Linked DNA regions of Columba livia: region 2 is linked to region 1. A link is a contact called in public Hi-C data. All regions are on one chromosome and are shown on one strand. The core of a region is the stretch at or near the end of the contact, and the rest is flanking DNA. Distances in the headings are between cores, read along the strand shown. Region 1 holds the start of EVA1C (eva-1 homolog C). Region 2 overlaps CFAP298 (cilia and flagella associated protein 298).

What was found. Hi-C and Micro-C count contacts between places; a contact is called where the count stands out from the background.
Region 2: a contact with region 1 is called in a Hi-C map of liver, with 2.0 times the contacts expected there. The contact joins the enhancer-like site here to the promoter of EVA1C in region 1. A contact is called at or near these places in 2 of 2 Hi-C or Micro-C datasets (crop and liver).

The regions. Positions count from the first base shown.
Region 1 is chr1:91,427,953-91,433,726 of bColLiv1.pat.W.v2, reverse strand. EVA1C (eva-1 homolog C) reads right to left here and starts at 3,941. Exons shown (of 6, transcript XM_065066428.1): 1 at 3,395-3,941. The coding sequence starts at 3,521.
Region 2 is chr1:91,484,414-91,490,517 of bColLiv1.pat.W.v2, reverse strand. CFAP298 (cilia and flagella associated protein 298) reads left to right here. Exons shown (of 8, transcript XM_065066531.1): 4 at 122-189; 5 at 2,320-2,478; 6 at 2,966-3,097; 7 at 5,261-5,356; 8 at 5,457-6,104. The coding sequence ends at 5,567. Among named protein-coding and RNA genes, the nearest start is that of CFAP298, 7.6 kb to the left of the region's middle. Within about 2 kb of position 1,452, at least 1 of the 3 cell types and tissues checked has an H3K27ac peak away from gene starts, as active enhancers do.

The sequences.
Region 1 (5,774 bases), core at 2,692-5,191:
TATTGACCTCAAATATCTCCTGGAGAAACTAATTTCACTTAGTGACACTAAGTCCTCCTCACAGAATTTGATTTAGAACTCTGCTGCTGGAGTCTTGTTTCAGAACATTTTTCTCCCTATAAAACACCAGTTCACATACCAGTTCATGAAATGTTAGTGCATGGTGAAGAAATGTCTCTCTCTCAAAAAAACCCAACACCCACCAACAAAGAAACCTTTTCATAGTTAAAACCCAGACTGAGAAACATATGAGAACAAGAACCTGCAGCTGTATGTCCTGTAAGGGCAAGAGTAATAACAAGACCACAATGGCAACTGACCTGCAATACCCAAATTAAGAGTTTCTACTTGCAGCCAGAGCCACCAACCTCTCTCTTACAAAAAAGGGAGGAATAAGTACTGTAATAGTTTCACTGCTTCTGTTCTGTGAAGTGATCCATAAAAAATAACCACAGTTTTCTAAATGGGGAAATAAATACAAGTCAAACATTAAAAAAAAACGAAAAAAAAATAACCCTTCACTATCCGCATGCACTGTTCCTTGCTCCCCTTTCCAAAACATCAAACAAGTCCCAAGAGGGGTCATCACCGCCTTGTTACAAGCAGCAGTTAGGTCTTGTGATTAACAAATAGACTCTGGGCGGGTTAGAATTGCTAGCACAATTTAATATACACATTAGGAGAACAACAAAGATGCCACATGCAGTTGTTGCAATCTGACAGCAGGCTGGGAAGTGCTAAGAAAAAGCTGTCAGAATTGGGGGGGGTGGGCAAGGGGAGAAGGAGAGAGGAACAGAGTTTGGGCTGCTGAGGTAGAGATCTGATGCTGGAAGCACACAGAGTGGAAAAAGCCATGAGCCAAGAAAGCATGCACCTGATAATCTGAGTATAAAAGCCTGAAGTCTGTGAAAAGGAGGAAAAGGTTAAGCCACTGGACTTCCAGTTGTCTGTGCACTCCTAAATTCCCAGTGTCAGGTCAAATTGTGCTGAGCACACTAACGGTCCAGATCTCAGTTCCTTTTGCCATCACAAAGAAACCTGTAACCTGCTGCCTGGAAGCTTTACCCTCAGAAGGGCAGAGTTAGACCTGACCCTTTCTGTAAAAGTGAAAGAAGCGCAGGTGGCGGGTTAAAGCCGCGGGAAGCAGCTCCCCGCTCCTCATCCCTCGGGATAATCCCCCAGGAGCTGCCCGCACCTTGGCAGCTGCTGGGCGCTGCCCCTTTAAACGGGGCAGATTTGTTTTCGTGTAAATTCAGCAGAGCTTAGGAAAAGCAAGTCACTGTTCCTGCTGAGGGAGGGTGCAAAGAAAGAAATTCAACAACTTTTAGAAGCTCAGCTTGAAGCTGCTGTTATGGAGCTTGTTTTAATTCTTCAACAGGTATTAGACTGAGGATGGCACTGCAGGATGCCCTGTTACGTCTGACAGTTCCTGGCCCACTGCACCTACTTCTGAAGTAGCTAAAAACTTCTCTGTGTGCTCTGAATACCCTTTTTTAAAAGGCTGGCATAACATTTTGGACTTTTCTGTCATTCTGGATTACATCTCCATGTTAAAAGTAAAAAGAAAATGGGAGCATAATTTGTTCAGGCTTGGAAACTTCCCAGTCTGGCAAGAATTTTGGAATCTGATTTTCTTTTCTACATCTTATTTACTAAATCGTCCACATGACATTTTTAATGCTGATCTCTGAGGTGAGACAGATTTTACGTTGGTCATTCTACCTATTCAGAAAGTTCAGTACACAATGAAATACTGAATACAGCTGCACTTCTGAAATGTATCTTGGATAACCTTATCTAAATAACTTCATTTGAAATGTGAATAGACTTTTGTGAGAGGAACTTTGCTAGATAAACTGGAGGGATATTTTTTAACTCTGCGGCTATTTGAAAGGAAAAATTTGAACATTTACTTTATTTTCTTGTGGAGAACTACTACATGATTCCAAAACTAACATCTACAAGCCAGCAGTCAAGCCAAAAAAACACCGAAGAATGAGATAACAAGCATTTCAAAGCCTTTACATGTAGAAAATAATCTAATAGAAGAAAGGTAGTTTATCCAAGTATATAATTCTGGTCTTTATATTTGGAGGTTGCTTATTTAGAAATGTTCAGGCTTACAGAGCTGGACACAATAATAACATCATAAACTGTATTTTATGTATTTTATGTATCTATGGTTGAGAAAATAGTTTCTGCAGAAACTATATAGTTTCTGCATTTTGAACTGTATTAACATGAACTATATTAATATGCATAACAATACTTTTGGACTATTAATTATATACTAACACTGTTCCGGTGCACTCAACTGACTTTTGGTAAGTTCTCCTCTCTTCATTAAGGGTAAGGTTTGTTTTTTGCCCTAGAGGCAGTTCCTTAAGCTTGCAACTGCCAAGAATATGCTGTGCTTATTGTGAAATACATAAAGGAGAGAAACTGCTCTTCTAAATCATTTTCTAACAGCAGTGAGATGTCCTGGAGCACAAGGAAAGTTACAGAAGTGCAGTTTTCTCAATCAGAAAAGAAAAATTGCTTCTCTGTTCTGCTGGAAACAAGGACATCTTTCCAATTTCTACAGTCGTAACATTTTGCAATGAGACAGCACCCCTGCAGAGATCACATACGTGATTACTGAATGACAACTAGTCCCTCGGCTCGCTTCAAAGCGACTCTCACCATCGCAGCGCTACCAGCCAAAACGCTCTCCCAGCAGAGAGAAGCGCAGCGTTTGTTTGCTACCGGAGTTAGGGACGGCTTACTCGGAGCCCGACTCCAAGTCTCCAGGAGAAAGTGGGAACATTTCCAGGGACTTCCACGCACTTCGCGTCAGGCCCTGGCCGATTCACGCGTGGCTTTCCCACCGCGCAGCTCAGAAGAAACCGACACTCCGAGTCCTCACGTCCCTTCCCACCTGACCCCTCTGGAAGTCCTTCACCCCTCTCTTCCTTCCTCCCTCCTTCACACGGTACCGCGGCTCCGGCACATCTGAATCATCCGACCCTGCTCCCCTGGGTCCAGGCCCGTGTCCGGGCCCCGGGACACGCCGTGCCTGGAGCTCGCCCGTCCAATACGCAGCTTCCCGAGCTGTTTCGGGCGGGGTCCGCCAGCCAGCCGGGGAGCGCAGGAGGCAGGTGGCCCCGGCACCTCATACCCGTGCCCGGCCGGGGGTGCCGGGGTGCGACGGCCGCTCCCCGCTCCGGCGGCGTCACGGAGGGGAGGCAGCCGGCAGCGCCGCCAGACCCCTGGCGCAGGTGCCTTACTCCTGCCTCGGCGGCCGCCGCCAAACCCCGCAGCCGCCACGGCAGAGCCCCGAGCCCTAAGGCCGCGACCCTCAGCCCCGGGCACCACGTCCCGGCCCTCCCCCCGCTGCCGCCGGCCCGCCCCGTACCTGAGAAATCGGCGAGCGCCGCTACCTCCGCGCTACACACGAGGATCAGGCAGGAGAGGAGGCGGAGGAGCCGCCCGGGCTCTACCTGTCTCCGGCGTAGGTGCTGCCCCGCAACCCCGTCCCTCATGGTGCGGGAGAGGGCAGCTCCGGGGCGGGGGGGCAAACCCGTCTCCTCACATGATGGAGCTGGCCCCGGCTGGCGGCGCTGCCACCCCCGGCCCGCCGGGCACCCTCCACCGCGGGGCAGCGCCGGCTGCCCCGGGACAGCGCTGGCGGCGGGGCGCGGGAGGAGGAGGAGGGCGGAGCAGCCCTGCCCGAGGCCGAGGCCGCAGCGCAGCCGCCCCCCGCCGCGGCGGGAGTGGGTCCCGGTCGGCGTGGGGTCCCGGGAGACGCGTCGCCGCCGCTGCGGGGGAGCCCGCGGGGGCGGTGGGGCAGGGAAGCGACTCCTCGGCGGCGCCGTGCCTGGCACTGCCCTCAACGCGCATCGTGCGGGCCGGGCTGACTCAGACCCGGCTGCACCTCGCCCGCCCTCCCCCGGCTCTCTCCACCCCTCTCCGGGCAGTTCGAGGTCCCGGCACCTCCCTCTTGGCTAAGGGGCGTCGTTTCGCCTTCACACCCTGTGCGGAGGGCTTTGTGTTCAACTTATTTTCCCCCCCCCCTCATTCTGCTTGGCAATGGATAGAGGGGTGTCACGGACTTAAGACACACACCCTGACTCATGTGACAATATTTTCCCTGCTTGTATTATTCCCAATACAGATGCAAGATGCTCTACATCACTCCCTGTCCCCTGCAGCACAATTTCCCTGCCTCCCCTCCTTCAGACCTTCTTCTTCAGACCCTGCCAAATCTAACGCTCCAGCCCAGCCTCCTGTCTTCAGACGCTGTCTCACAGGTCTCTGGGGAAAGCCAAGCTGACAGCTATGCCCGGCAGAATCCCTGCATGGGAGATTTCACTGGGCAAACAGCTGTGTTAAGAAATGGCCCTGACTCTTCCATGTTGCAAAAGAAACTTTCCCTTTCTCCGTTTCCTCATGTTGTTGCCTGACAACACCTTATCACAGCCCTTAGCTTTAAGACTTGTGTAGTTCAGCATAGCTGAGTTTGAAGTGTGTAGGCTTGCTGAAAGCTTTCATTGCAAAGTGAGAAAACATCTTGACGTGAGTTTGAGAGAGTTCAGGTTGTTCCCTGAAGTCTTTTGTAAGGCTGAAAAGTAAACCAGTGGAAAGTTCAAACAAATTGTTGTTACAACCTGCTAAGCCACCATCAAATATAATTTGAATCTCCTTTTAAGGTATAGTGGACTAAAGGAAATAAATCAGGACACTAATTTCCTAGTTCCTGTAAGAGCTGCCCTTGGGAAAGAGAGCCTAGAAGCAACACTGGAAACAGGGCATAAAAGCATCTTCTGCCTTGGGGATGTGCTCGAGTATAAAGTGTGTAGGCAAGAACATCAAGTTGTTTACATCCTGTCATGCATGTTCACACTGATCTTTCTCCTGAAAAAAAAAACATGAATAGGTGAGAGATGACGGAACCAAACTAATTCTGTTAAATCCGTTCCTCTCCTCCTTCTCCAACTGAAGTTGGATCCTGTCCAGGTTTGAATTTCCAAACTTTGGCACCTCTTTCTGGAGGTTACACTGAACTTTGACCAGCTTGAACTTCATGTTTGAATATGAGTCCACTTTCTTTCCTCACCCTCTCCCTCTTCACACACAGAACAACAACTAGGTAACACACATAGTATAGCCATGTTTCCCTAGTCCTGGGCAGATAAGAGCAAACCAGGTTTAACATGAACCTGCCTGAGGTCAGGGACGTTGCATCGAGTTTTACTGAATTCAGATAACTGGGATCAAAGATGCCGAAAAAACAGGATAAAATAGAATAGCTCTGAAGCATCTGCAGCTGCAAACAAGCATGCCAGGTGTGTGAAGCTCTTCCTTCTGGCTGCTTCAGATAAGGACAGTGTTTGCCTCTGAACTGAACCAGTTGCCCTGTGCCTTCCAACTGTGGTACTGGAAGGAGACTTGTGGGAGTCTCCTGCCTACTCCTCTAAATTTTTCCCTTGATATTGCCATACCTGGTCATTTAATCTGACACTTCCTGCACTCGATCTGAGAGGTCAGTTCCACCCAAGGTAGAAATTAATGCCAGGGGAATGTTATAAGTGGCATAGATTTTTACCCATCCATAAAAGAAGCATTTGAGGACCACACATGGATCTTCTAGAAAGGTGTTTAGATGACTACAGTGAACTTACTTGTCTACCTGCCATGTCTACCGTAACTACATATCTACAGTAGCTTCAAGTGAGTGCAGTCAGATGATCTATGGCTTCAGGATGCCAGAGCCTCAGTCCCTGTACAGTTCCTGG
Region 2 (6,104 bases), core at 203-2,702, 59 kb before region 1:
CTCTTGCTTTGTGATTTAATAGTGTTTCATTTGCTTACTGTAGAGAATAAGCTGGTCATATTGTTTGCTTGGTTTCTTTATAGTAAGTGTAGCGTCTTAACTAAGTGTCTGTTATGTTTAGCTCCAAATGAAAAAATGCAGCAAGTTATTAAGAAGACAATAGAGGAAGCCAAGGCATTAATCTCTAAGGTGAGTTTCCTGAAGTAACATGCGGTATGTGGGACTTTCTAATAGGTTCTGTGTAGCTGGGCAACTTAAGAAAAAAATAGACTTTTTCAGGGCGAGGGCTGACCGTTTTTGACTAGTATCACAAAGTGATGTGAATAGTCTAATAAAAACTGACACTTCTGTTAATGATTTTCTTAATGGCTTTTGGCAAGCTGGTTCAACAAGTTAAGGAATCAGATATTAAACTCCAAGTGAATGCTGGCAGCCAAGACCACACTGAATGATTAAATCACATTTAATTTTATCCACACGCTCTTAATTTGCTATTGATACATTCTTTAGGCAAATGCTTGTCGTGTTTCTGGTGAAAAATTAACTGCATTCTGCGATGTTCCTGAAATAAAATACCTTTTGCTCGTTAAGATAGTCTTTTGAGTTTTATGTATAATTAATTGAAGAATGTGTTCTAATCTCTTAGATTTTACAAGCAGTTGGGCTCACACTCAGTCCCAGTGAGTTTGTATGTTTAAAGATAAGCATGAGGATATGCCCTGATGGGGCTATGGTCTCAGTTATTCAACTTCACCAAACCTGTAGGTGCTCTGTGTTGTGTCTCAGCTTTCATACGACTCTGAAACACAAATTAAATCATATTTATTATCAGATTTCTTCTTTGTAAACATGCGCAAGTGATTTTCTTCTCCCTTCCCTCACAGTTCTGGTAATTGGTATGTGTAGAACCTTAAAAAGCTTTAAACCAGTTATGCAAGTAGATAATGTTACTGAATTTTTAGTGTGGCCTGTGCACTTAAATTGGCCTTCTTGACTGTTCTGTTGCTCATAACAGTGTCCTATCAGTTATTTAGAGTGAGCAGCTCAGTGTTTCCAAGGGCCTCCTGCAGGCAAATGAAGAGCTGCCCTGTTGCCTGTCAGTGCTTCCAGTGCACTGAGTTGCAGCAAACCTTTCCTGAATTGAGGTAGGATTTCAGCCAGAGTGTCAAAAGGCCTAGCAAAATCTACACAAAATGAGAGATGTTTCAGATTAAAGCTTCTGGACTATAAAGATTTTCTCCAGATGGACTTTTTATTTTTTTTTTCTGTTGGATTGCATCCCATCAGCTCTGTTTCTAAACAGGGAGGAAATTAATATGTGTAGTTTTACTTCCTGAGTCAAAAATATCTGCAGATCTGGTCTCCACTTCGCAGATCTTCCTGGGTGAAACTTCCAGTTATATACCAAAAACAATCAAAAGTTGCAAAAATGCCACACTGCATGCTCACTCCTCAAATTACTGCCATTCACTGGTGAATGAAGTTAAGGGCAGTTAGGGAAGTTGTTTGTTAGGTTCATCACTTTACAATCACGAGAATGAAGACATAAGCCTGTGTATTTACTGAAAAAAAAATTTAAAAGTTGATAATCTGAGATTGAGAAACCAATAGTACTTGTCAGTTAACTAGTTTAAGAATGTCCACAAGGAGGCAACATTCTCTTGCTCTCTTTTTTTATAAACCTAGTTACTTAAAATATTGGAACTGTTAAATCCGTAAGCAAAAACTTTTATTTCTTCTCTTCCAGATGCATCTTGTTTGTCCTCTATCCATTGCAGTAGGGTTTGGAATGATCTCAAGTATCTGATCTTACAGATCTCTGCATAAGCCATGCAATATGCCAAGCTTTACTCTTCTGCTCAGATGTGCTCTGTTCTTTCCATCAAGTTTTAGGCCCCTTCTTTAGCCTTCACTTGGATTCTGCTGGTTTGAATCTTGTTCATGAATCACAAGTACTTGGAAGAAAAAACTTCCCGTCTAGTTTCTGTGGTCAGATGCATACTTGTTTGAATGCCTGTATCCCACAGACATTTGTTACTAAATGTGTCCTACACAATTTAGTTGAAGATCTCTTTTTTTTTTTTTTTCTCCTTTTTCTTCCGCCTGCCCCAACCAGTGAAAGCAAACTAGAAGGGGCAAAAGTTTAGGGATGTATTCAGAAGTCAATATTCAAATAAGAAAATTTGCACTCCTAATAAGTTTGTGCAGCCAGTTAGCTTTGCTCAAATATCTCACTGTTGAACATTTGAACTGACTACAAAGCAAAGTCTTTTTACATATTTTTTTTTTAATTACCCATGATCCCTGCCTGTATTTCAGAAACAAGTTCAGGCCAATGTGTGTGTTACGATGGAGATGGTGAAAGATGCATTGGACCAGCTCCGAGGGGCTGTGATGATTGTATATCCCATGGGATTGCCTCCACATGATCCAGTTAGGATGGAGCTTGAAGATAAAGAAGACTTGTCAGGAACTCATGTATGCAGTAATGTATTTGGATTATATGTAGTACCTGGGATAAACTTGTGCTGTTCTTTGTTTTATCAATGATGGCTGTTTTCATTTGCATGGCAGATTTTGTTTAGTATTTTTATCTGATAATTTATGTAAAAGCGCACCAACAGCTTATCTAGAAATAAGATGAATGAAGTTTGTTTGAAATGTCACATACAAAGTTCAGGTAAGTCTGGGACTCATTTTAAATAGCTTGTCATTTCTTTCTAATGCCAGTATTGAGAATTTGTTGCCTAAAGTGTTTATGTTAGATCAAGATTGAATGGAATATGAACAAAAATGCCATCAATTAGTATGAGGAGAAAGATGTGGCAGAGGTATAGTGTAAAATTACACTGGCTTTTCTGTTAGGAATTCCAGAAAAAAAAATCCTGGAAAACTTTGCTGGTTTTGAAAAAAAGCAAAAACTAACATCCTCCAACACTTCAGCTTGTTTGTTTATTTGTCACAGGCTGGACTTGAAGTTATAAAAGAATCAGAAGCACAATTATGGTGGGCAGGAAAGGAGTTGAAAGAAACAAAGTTGCTGTCTGACTATGTAGGCAAAAATGAGAAAACAACCATAATTGTCAAGATACAGAAAGTAAGTATCACTTGAAAATTTCTTCACGCTATTAATCTTTGGCTAATTCTGTGTGGAAGAGAATTGTCAGTAGATGTATAAAATCGAATAGATGAGTTCCAGCTTGAGTGTATTAGAACAGTACATCTATTTTAAGGTTTTAGTTATTTTATTCTAAGTTTTTCTTCTCTTTTTCATTTGCCTATCAGTTAAATACTGTAGTTGCTATTACTTGCTTCATAGCACTTTCTAAAGTACAGCAAAGAGGTATTTAAAAGTAGGTGAAATAAAAACTGAAAAGTCTAAAAAAACCTCAGCTGGTTCTCAGTGCAGAACACTGAACAGAGCCAATCGTTCAGTCTGCTCAGTTTTAATAATTGTACTTGTGAATGTTTTTGTGTCCCTATTCTGGCCTTTAAAAAGCAGTTTTAGTGTTTAGCGCATATGTGATGTGGATACCTCTCATCCCCTTTTCATTCTGTTCATTGTCTGAAAGAAAGTGTCCGTAACTCAGGAATTTCCTGCCTGTGATGTCCTGAGTTTCTTGACAGCAGGTCCTCAAACTCTCTCAGTTGCCTTGGAAATGTGGATGTCTCCTCTTTGAGAGGCCATGGGTTGTGGAAGGGCCTGAGCTTATGCAGTCCTGAAGTGTTCGGTGAGAATTTGCTAAGTGCTAGAAGGAAGAGCAAGCTGCTGGGCCTGCACCACCCAGTTGTGCTGTTGGCTCCAGCTCACCTAAAGCTCTCAGCTGAATTTTTTTTAAAGAAATTAGACTTCCCAGTCATCAGATGTACTGAAGCAGATGAGCCCATCTATATTAATTGTGAACACAGGTCTGAGTCATTCACTGAAGTAATGCGCTGAAGTGAGGCAAAGATCTGCTGCTCCTCAGTTTGTAGACCTGATGCTTCAGCAAAACCCAGTCATTCAGTGTGTACCATTGTCTGACACAATGGTCATGTTCTTGCAATATCAGAATTAGCACCAAGTTCCTGGGGCTGTTCATTAGTTTTTGGACAAGATGATTTTGTGCTAACTGTGCAGTTGTGTTCATCTCTGAGAATGCCATGCTCAAGGGAAGAATATTTGATGTTTCAAGTGACTTTCAGAGCTTTGTCAGAAGATGCTCACCTGTGTTTTGTGTGTGTGTGTGTATATATATATATATATATATTTATAAAATACCACATTCAAAGGGTACTTTTGTGATTATCAAATGTCTCAGAGTACTTAACCATTGCTCAGAATTATTCTGGAGCTGCGTTTTGCTTCTGTGTCAGTCAGAGCTTCTGTGCCACAGAAAGCATTAATGTTTATGGCAGCTGTTGTTATCTGCAGGTGTCAGCAATAGAATTAATCAAAGATAAGTCAAGTGATGTATGTGTTTCTCATTTAGAAGACTAGAATTGTTTTCTCTTTCCTATTATGGTGACTGAAAAATTGCATGACAATTTAACAGCCATTGAAGCATAGGCTCCCAGGAAAGTTGTCTTGCTGTTTAGTTAGTTGATGGACCTCTTCAGAGAATGCAAAGTAGTATGGTCATTTTCTATTACTACAAGGAATGCCTGCATTCTTGACTTGGGGAGTTAATTCAAACCACCTCAGACCCTTTTTGTTCCAGAGAGGGTTCACCATTTCTATTCAAACTGTTGTATTTGCTGTTGTTGACAATAGCTGTCATCAGGTACTTTCTGCTGTGTGCATCATTTCTTCCATGAGACAGTTGCCTAGAAAAATATACATTTGAAGTAACAAATAAAATAAAAGTGTTTTGTAACTGCCTTCTTTCCATGCTTTACTAAGTCATATGGCATTTTGAGTCTGCATTAGCAGGGAAGCCAGAGATGGATGGGCCCGTCCTGAGACATCTAGATTGGATGTAAAGCAGAGAGATTTATTATGTCTTTTACAGCAGAAGTATAAGTAAAATAGACTCAGTCCTGTTTGTAGCTTCCATTGATGTCCACAAATTTGACAGCTTGATTCAGATGTTGAGATGAAAAAATAATTCTTACTTTAATGCAGCAGAAGTTTCTCAACATTTATTTTCCTGTCCTGTGGGACCTTATTTAATTTGAGAAACCCTATTGTCTGAAAGAAAGATTTTTCTATCTCTGCATAGCAGCTTCTCTTTCATATCGCAAACGCCATCATAAATAAAATTTATTATTTCCCTTTCAGAAAGGACAAGGAGCTCCAGGGCGTGAACCTCTGATTAGTCATGAAGAGCAAAAACAGATGATGATGTATTACTACAAAAAGCAGGAGGAACTTAAGGTAACCGTGTCTTTTTACTGTATGTGAGCTGTGCAGTTGTAGCCACTAACCACAGGTTACGTTTATTGCTGTCACCTTAATGTCTCACTTCTGTTGACAGAAACTAGAAGAGGATGATGACGACTCATTTCTAAATGCTGAGTGGGCAGACAACCACGCTTTGAAAAGGCAATTTCACGGTGTAAAAGACATCAAATGGGGGCCGAGATGAAGCTCTGCAAACACCTTTTTGCCTCTTTAAGCTGTTTGGTTGATAGACTTGTTTGCAACCAGGAGTTGTGTTATGTGCGGTAGATTCTGCTGACAAAAGCTGAAATTGTCACTTCTGTAGCAGATGCCTGTTTCAGCCTTAGGTTTTCAGTAAATGTTGACATCACTATGTAACTGTAGCAGGACTTGCCTCTGCAACAAGTAGGATCAATCCTGTTTAAGTTCATTTTCTTACTAGAAATTTGTAGTTTGAATATTGAAATATTAAGCTATTTACTAGAAAATATATTTACTAGAAAATATATTTACTAGATAATAGATCTAGTAAATATGCACTAGAATGTTTGGTATTGTTTTGAGTGGTCTTTATACTTTCTTCCTGATTCTTGCATTTCTTTTAGATGATATGGTCTGTAAAAGGTAATTTATTTGATAAAAAATTTGTTTTCCCAGCCTAATCCAGTGAAAGTTGGTGATTTTTATGTGTTTGTTTGCATTTCAACATAGCTAGTTCCAAACTATCATTTCAAAATGAGTT